Regions from separate parts of the Mus musculus genome. Here region 1 is linked to region 2. A link is a contact called in public promoter capture Hi-C data. All regions are on one chromosome and are shown on one strand. The core of a region is the stretch at or near the end of the contact, and the rest is flanking DNA. Distances in the headings are between cores, read along the strand shown.

What was found. Promoter capture Hi-C pulls out the DNA fragments that hold promoters and counts their contacts.
Region 1: a promoter capture Hi-C map of stem cell-derived epiblast-like cells shows a contact between it and region 2, with 4 times the contacts expected there. The contact joins the promoter of Olfr447 here to the promoter of Olfr38 in region 2. A contact is called at or near these places in 10 of 39 promoter capture datasets (the 3T3-L1 cell line, 3T3-L1-derived adipocytes, cranial neural crest and 6 more) and 1 of 9 other capture datasets (adipose tissue).

What each region holds. Positions count from the first base shown.
Region 1 is chr6:42,909,834-42,912,872 of GRCm38.p6, reverse strand. Olfr447 (olfactory receptor 447) reads right to left here and starts at 1,348. Exons shown (of 1, transcript NM_146988.1): 1 at 416-1,348. The coding sequence starts at 1,348. The coding sequence ends at 416.
Region 2 is chr6:42,760,171-42,763,357 of GRCm38.p6, reverse strand. Olfr38 (olfactory receptor 38) reads right to left here and starts at 1,304. Exons shown (of 1, transcript NM_146986.1): 1 at 351-1,304. The coding sequence starts at 1,304. The coding sequence ends at 351.

The sequences.
Region 1 (3,039 bases), core at 99-2,598, 150 kb before region 2:
CATCTTTGTCTCCCACTTTACTCCCATTACATTCTAGTTTCCTCCTTTCATCTCTAGGCAGACTGTAGGCAGCATTTCTTGCAGGGACTGATGCAGCATTTTGTACCACTATTGCACCTGTGTGTATATCTTTCAAGCTCTTAGCTGTTTTAGCTCACAGGGTTGGTAGCTTGGGTAACCCTGATGATTGCTTTTAGACACATTAAAAGCCCGTGCACTGTCATGCCCATGTATGTTTGGGTTGCTTGTGCTCCACCAATCTGAAGAGTAAAAAAGATAAAACACAGGAAGGTTCTTGGAAGGTGTGAGAAGGCTGTTGGAAGAAAATGGATAGGATGAACAAGTTACATGTCCTGGTCAATATTAAATGAAACTAATTCTAATATCTTTGCAAGGTCATTACTCTTTAATATCCTCAAGAGGTGTCCTCCTTTAAGAGTGTCCTCTTCAGAGCACTTTTGACCTCTTTGTTCCTCAGACTATAGATCAGGGGGTTGAGCATAGGATTAAAAAGGCTATGGAATAGCAAGAGATATTTCTTCTGCTCATTGGACTTCCCGTGTTGAGGCCCAATGTACATGACAATGGCTGTACCATAAAAGAGTCCAACAACACAGAGATGAGAGGAGCAAGTGGAGAAGGCTTTCTGGCGCCCCTGCTGTGACTTAATCTTCAGGATGGCACACAGAATATGAGCATAAGAGACTACAATTGAAGAAAATGGTCCGACAAGCACAGACACAGCCCCAGCCAAAACCATTAACTCATTGATGCGGGTATCTGAACAAGCAAGTTTGAGAACAGCTATAATTTCACAGAAAAAGTGATTCACTTTTTGTGAGCCGCAGAAGGGTAATGGTAACAACAATACTAGATGGACCAGGGCCAAGAGTACTCCTAAAATCCAGGAAGTCAGCACCAGGATAACACAAACTCTCCAGCTCATGATAGCAGTATATCGGAGTGGGTGGCAGATGGCTACATATCGATCATAGGACATCACCACCAGTAGGAGACATTCCGTGTGTGCAAACGTCAAAAAGAGAAAGGTCTGTGTCATGCAGCCAGCGAAAGAGATTGGCTTGGCTGGATCCATGAGGTTTACCAGCATCTGGGGCACTGTGTTGCAGGCATAGGCAATGTCAACGATGGCCAGGTGAGACAGAAAGAAGTACATGGGAGTGTGGAGTCTGGAGTCCAGGCAGATAAGTCCCAGGATGGTCCCATTTCCCAGCAGGGTGAAGGCATAGAACAGGGAGAAGAGGGCAAAGAGGAGCATCTGCATCCTCGGGCTGAGAGGAAATCCCAGGAGGATGAACTGTGTGATCAAGGTCTGATTTCCCCCCATTTCCCTGTGAAAGAGAGTTTGAATCTAGTGTGAATGTTCAAGGCTGGGATTTAGATAGTACACTTGTGTTATGTTAATGCTTTTAAGAAAACCCTCCTAATATTCTTGACTTGTTAATCTCTAAATTAAAAGCTTTCATTTGTTTCAAATGAATCAGAAGGAAATGGGTATTTCATAAGGCAAATGCTAATATCATAATACATTATTCAGCAAATACTGCTTTCATGTTCAAACAGATTTTTATCAAAACATGGTAATAAGTTCTCATCATGGTGGTGGCTGTACAGTTCAGTTGAAGCAGACAGGTGTATACATGTGCCATGTATAGTCATTTTCATGTGGAATGAGGGTGAGGAGTTTATCAATGATCCTTTTATCAAATTTACTTACAAAAGCAAAGTATGTTATAATTTTAATATTTACTTTCATGGATTTCAGTACTAATGAAACAGAATAAGACTGGATGGCAGAGACAGATTGGCAGTTTGTTTTAACCCCAGCTGGATTTAGGCTAGGGACCACTGTCTTTTCACTTTTGTGCCCACAGATGAACATGGGGTTAGAAAACATAGGGTTATCATTGTTTCTGTTGTATCTGTGCTTTGTTTTATCTGCATGTGTCCCCTGAACACTCAGAAAATTATATAGAGGATATATATATATCCTCTAGAATCCTATTATTGTTCAGTGCATGTGTCATATTCTCTTTTATTCTGTGCTGTTCTACTCAGTTTCATTAGTAGAATTGCCATGTGAATAATTTAATGATATTTTTAAGCTTTCAGTTAAAAGTGTTGACTGAATCAAAGATTAAAGTTTAGGCTTTCACTGTAGATTCATATTTAAAGAATCTTCTGTATACTGCTTAAGGACAATGTAAATTAATTATTTTATTAACACAGTCATATTTTCTTTTGTGGCTGGTTAGATGCTTAAATCCCTTTTGACAGAGAGAAGGTTTTCTGAGCTTTGAACTGCAGCTATTAAACCATTGCTGCAGCTTTCTTGTTTGACTCTATATCATTCTTTAGTCTAGAGTTCATGTGAATTTCACCTTTAAAATAGTAATCCCAGAAAAAATATGACTTAATTTCTCGCAACATGTTTCACAATCATATTTGATATATGAAATGTTTTGTAAGCAAGAGAGGATAAATTTTTGTTTTACCTTAAGTCAAATACAGGAAATTACTGAGAGACAATATCATCTGAGTCCAAGAGACAGACTTGTGATTACTGGAATCATCTCCCACAAAGGTGATTGTTTTACTAGGATTAAAATTTATTTAAGTTGGTTGATTGCATAACAGGTTAATTGCCCACTTATTCAAGAACGATTCCTGCATCATTGGAGAAGTTGAAGTGGGTTGCTAATTCAAATAGAGGATTCAGTTAATCAAGTGTATAGTACAGTGATCATTTATTTCAATACAGTATTTCTTTAACTTTTGGAAGCAATGAAGATAAAATATTACTTTTATGTTCAAATAAATTTCACCCAAAGTTTAAAATATTTTAGTAAGCTACTTTCATTGTAAGATATTTCAAAGTTCTTATACTATGAATGCAGAGTCAAATAAAAAAGAATGATCAGTGAACACTATTTATATTGCTCCTATCTCCAGGTGGCCAAAGCACAAATTGTAAAATGCACAGACATTTACTGAACATCCGCTATATTCTGCTATGTG
Region 2 (3,187 bases), core at 55-2,554:
AATGTGAACTTTCTCTCAATTGGAATCACAAAAAACTGCTCCAAAATGGATAAACATAAGTACTTCCACTTCATAACTAAAAACAAAGCAGTAAATAGTTTCATTATCATGCCGTGGAAGGAGAGTTGAAAAAATAAAAAATAAAAAGCTCTATAAAACATTATATAACTCCACTGAACATCCTACTGAGGCACAACTCAACATAAAATCTCAGCTCCCAACATGACATCACCAGGACATGTTATGCTGTCTACTTCTGTGTTGACAAGGCATTGCTGATTCTGTCTGTTATTTATGAGTTGAATAAACAATGAGGGGAAGCTGTTTTTTACAGTGATGCTCATAAGTCATCAAGTGGCCAATTTTGATGCAAACCCAGAGAATTTCCCTAATAATTTCTGCCATGCCCCCTTAACCTCTTTATTCCTTAGGCTGTAAATCATGGGGTTCAGCATGGGTGTCAAGATAGCATAGAACAGAGACATCAACTTCTCCTGAAGGACAGAGGGGCTGGAGTGGGGTTGGATGTATGTGAAAATGGCCATGCCATAGCACAGGACAACCATAGTAAGGTGAGAGGCACAAGTGTGAAAGGCTTTCCACCTTCCCTCTGTGGACTGTATCTTTAAGATGGTGGAGATGATCTGGATGTAGGACAGAAGAACTAGGAAGAAAGGTGTCATAAGCAAGACAATGCTAGAAACCATGATTGCAATCTTGTTAGATGAGGTATCCACACAAGCCAATCTGACGACAGCAAGGGTTTCACAGGCTATGTGATCAATATATTTATTTGTGCACATGGGCAGCTGGAAGGTGATGGCAGTGTGCACAAGAGAGTTGATGGAGCCACTGACCCATGATGTGATGACCAGCCTTGTGCAGAGCCCTGCATGCATGATGACTGAATACCTCAGAGGATCACACACTGCCACATAGCGGTCATAGGCCATCACTGCCAGCAGAAGGAACTCAATCCCACCCAAGCCCAGGGAAAAAAATAACTGGGCTGCACAGCTCAGAAATGGAATTGCTTTGTGTGTGGCAAGGAAATGAGCCAGCAGCTGGGGGACTATGCTTGTGGCATAAGATGCATCCACCAGGGACAGGTTGGTGAGAAAGAAATACATGGGAGTGTGGAGTCTGCTGTCCAGTCTGATCAGAACAATGATGAGGAAGTTCCCCAATACTGTCACCAGGTACATCAGCAAGAACAGGACGAAGAGGGAGACTTGAGAGTCCCAGTCACTGGAAAGGCCAAGAAGGATGAATTCATGCAGCTGTGTCTCATTGTTGGTTTCCATTAAAACTATGATCTACAAAAAGTATCATAAATAAAAACACAAGCAATCAAATAACAAGGTCCTAAGTTTCTAATAATACATAATGCATATAATCTGCCAGACTTTTTTTTTTCTTTTAAAGTAGACACAAATTAAATTGAAATCTGTCAAAGCTTTAGTTTGTTTGATAGGCTTCAGTTTCTGGAAGGAAACACCACAATGGAGCCTCTATTTTCATACTCTCCCCTTTCTAATCTGATTCAGTTAAGAGTCTGTTATCTGAAATTGAGCTGAAAACAAAGCAAATGAGAATGAGGTAAAATGGACACTCAAGGTCAAGGATTAAATAGAAAGGACCCCTAGTGGCCAAGACAGATATAAATACAAGAACCCTGGTATAAACACTGCCAGGAAACAAAGTCTCTGCTCATTATTTGTACTCAGCAGGTGTTTTCACTAAAACATAATATAGCAGGCTATAAAAATCCAGGGTGAACAGGTGACATTTTTAAGACATATTTAGAACTGACTCAACTGCTGAACATCTGTCTGTTCACTAGTGCCTTGGTTATTGGAGAGTGCAATATAAGGAGAAGTAGGATGCAGGAGAGAAAGAAAGATGGAGCATCCTAGTCATGCTAATGTCTCTGAGCTGAAAGTAGAAAACTTCCTGTGTCAACTTTCTTATTTGGCAAATGACAAAGCAATATCTAAGCCATACATACCTAAGCCATACACGGTCCAAACATTTGTGAATAGTTTCACAGAGATCTACAATGTCTCTGAGATTGCAAGTTTCATTTATCCTAAAGAGTGTTCACACAACTTATCATCTAACCTTGTTCTACTATCTTTATTTTACTAATTATAGAAATTATTGTCATATTGTATTTCTTATAGCAAAGTATTTTACTGAACAGTTTGCGTATAATCCAATACAGTTAATTGATATATTGATTTAATTATGTTTAATTTATGTAATTATGTTTATCCTATTGAGACTCCTATTCACTTACCTGTAAGGCTGTTGCCTGACTTTAAAAATTATTTTAATTCTTAATTGTTTTTTGTTTTTGAGATAAATTTGGGGTTTTGAGTGGGTTAGCCTGAAGCTCACTATTCTCCTTCAGGTTTCCAAGGGCTAGCTTGTACCACTGATCTCAATTCAAGGGATTTTTTTTTTTTTTTTTTGAGATAGGAGCTGTAGCTAAAAGCTAGCCTTGAGCTCCCTCTGTAGCTCAAGATGACCTTGAACCTTTGCTCTTCCTGCCTCTGCCTCATAAGTTTCAAGGTTGCAGATGTGTATCATTATACCTGGACATCAAGTCCAGTGATTAATGTATGCTAGCCAAGCACCCTAACAACTGGACTACATCTTCAGACAACCCTCCCCCAATTAATATTCTGTTAAACCCATTCTTTAAGTTCTAGTGTCCCTCTTGCAAATCTATAAAGAATACAGGATGCGCTATTTGAAGCCAAATGAAGGAGAAAAAATGGGTTGGTCAGATAACATTAACACAACTCTCAGCAAAGGCTATTTCAGCATTATACTGGGCTTTCTCAAAAGCCAATTGCAATTTTTATTCTAATATCATAGTGAAGATGCAAGTGGTTTGTAATTTAATCTGTGTATAATTTTTCCATAAGGAAACAAGATCTTAGTCTTTTCAGATATTAATAATTTGTAGTCTTTCTACACTTCCTTTTTTATGAACTCGAATAACTAAGGGAAAAGTATTAGTGTTTTTATTTCATACAACAAGGAAACACAGATATCTTAGCACAAGGGTGGATGTGTAGATGGTACTCACAATGAGTGTTGAACAACCAAGGCTGTGTGCTGTTTAGCTCAAACTTCCTGTATAGGGGCAGTTTGTCATTGTTTCCCTGTCATTGTCAAG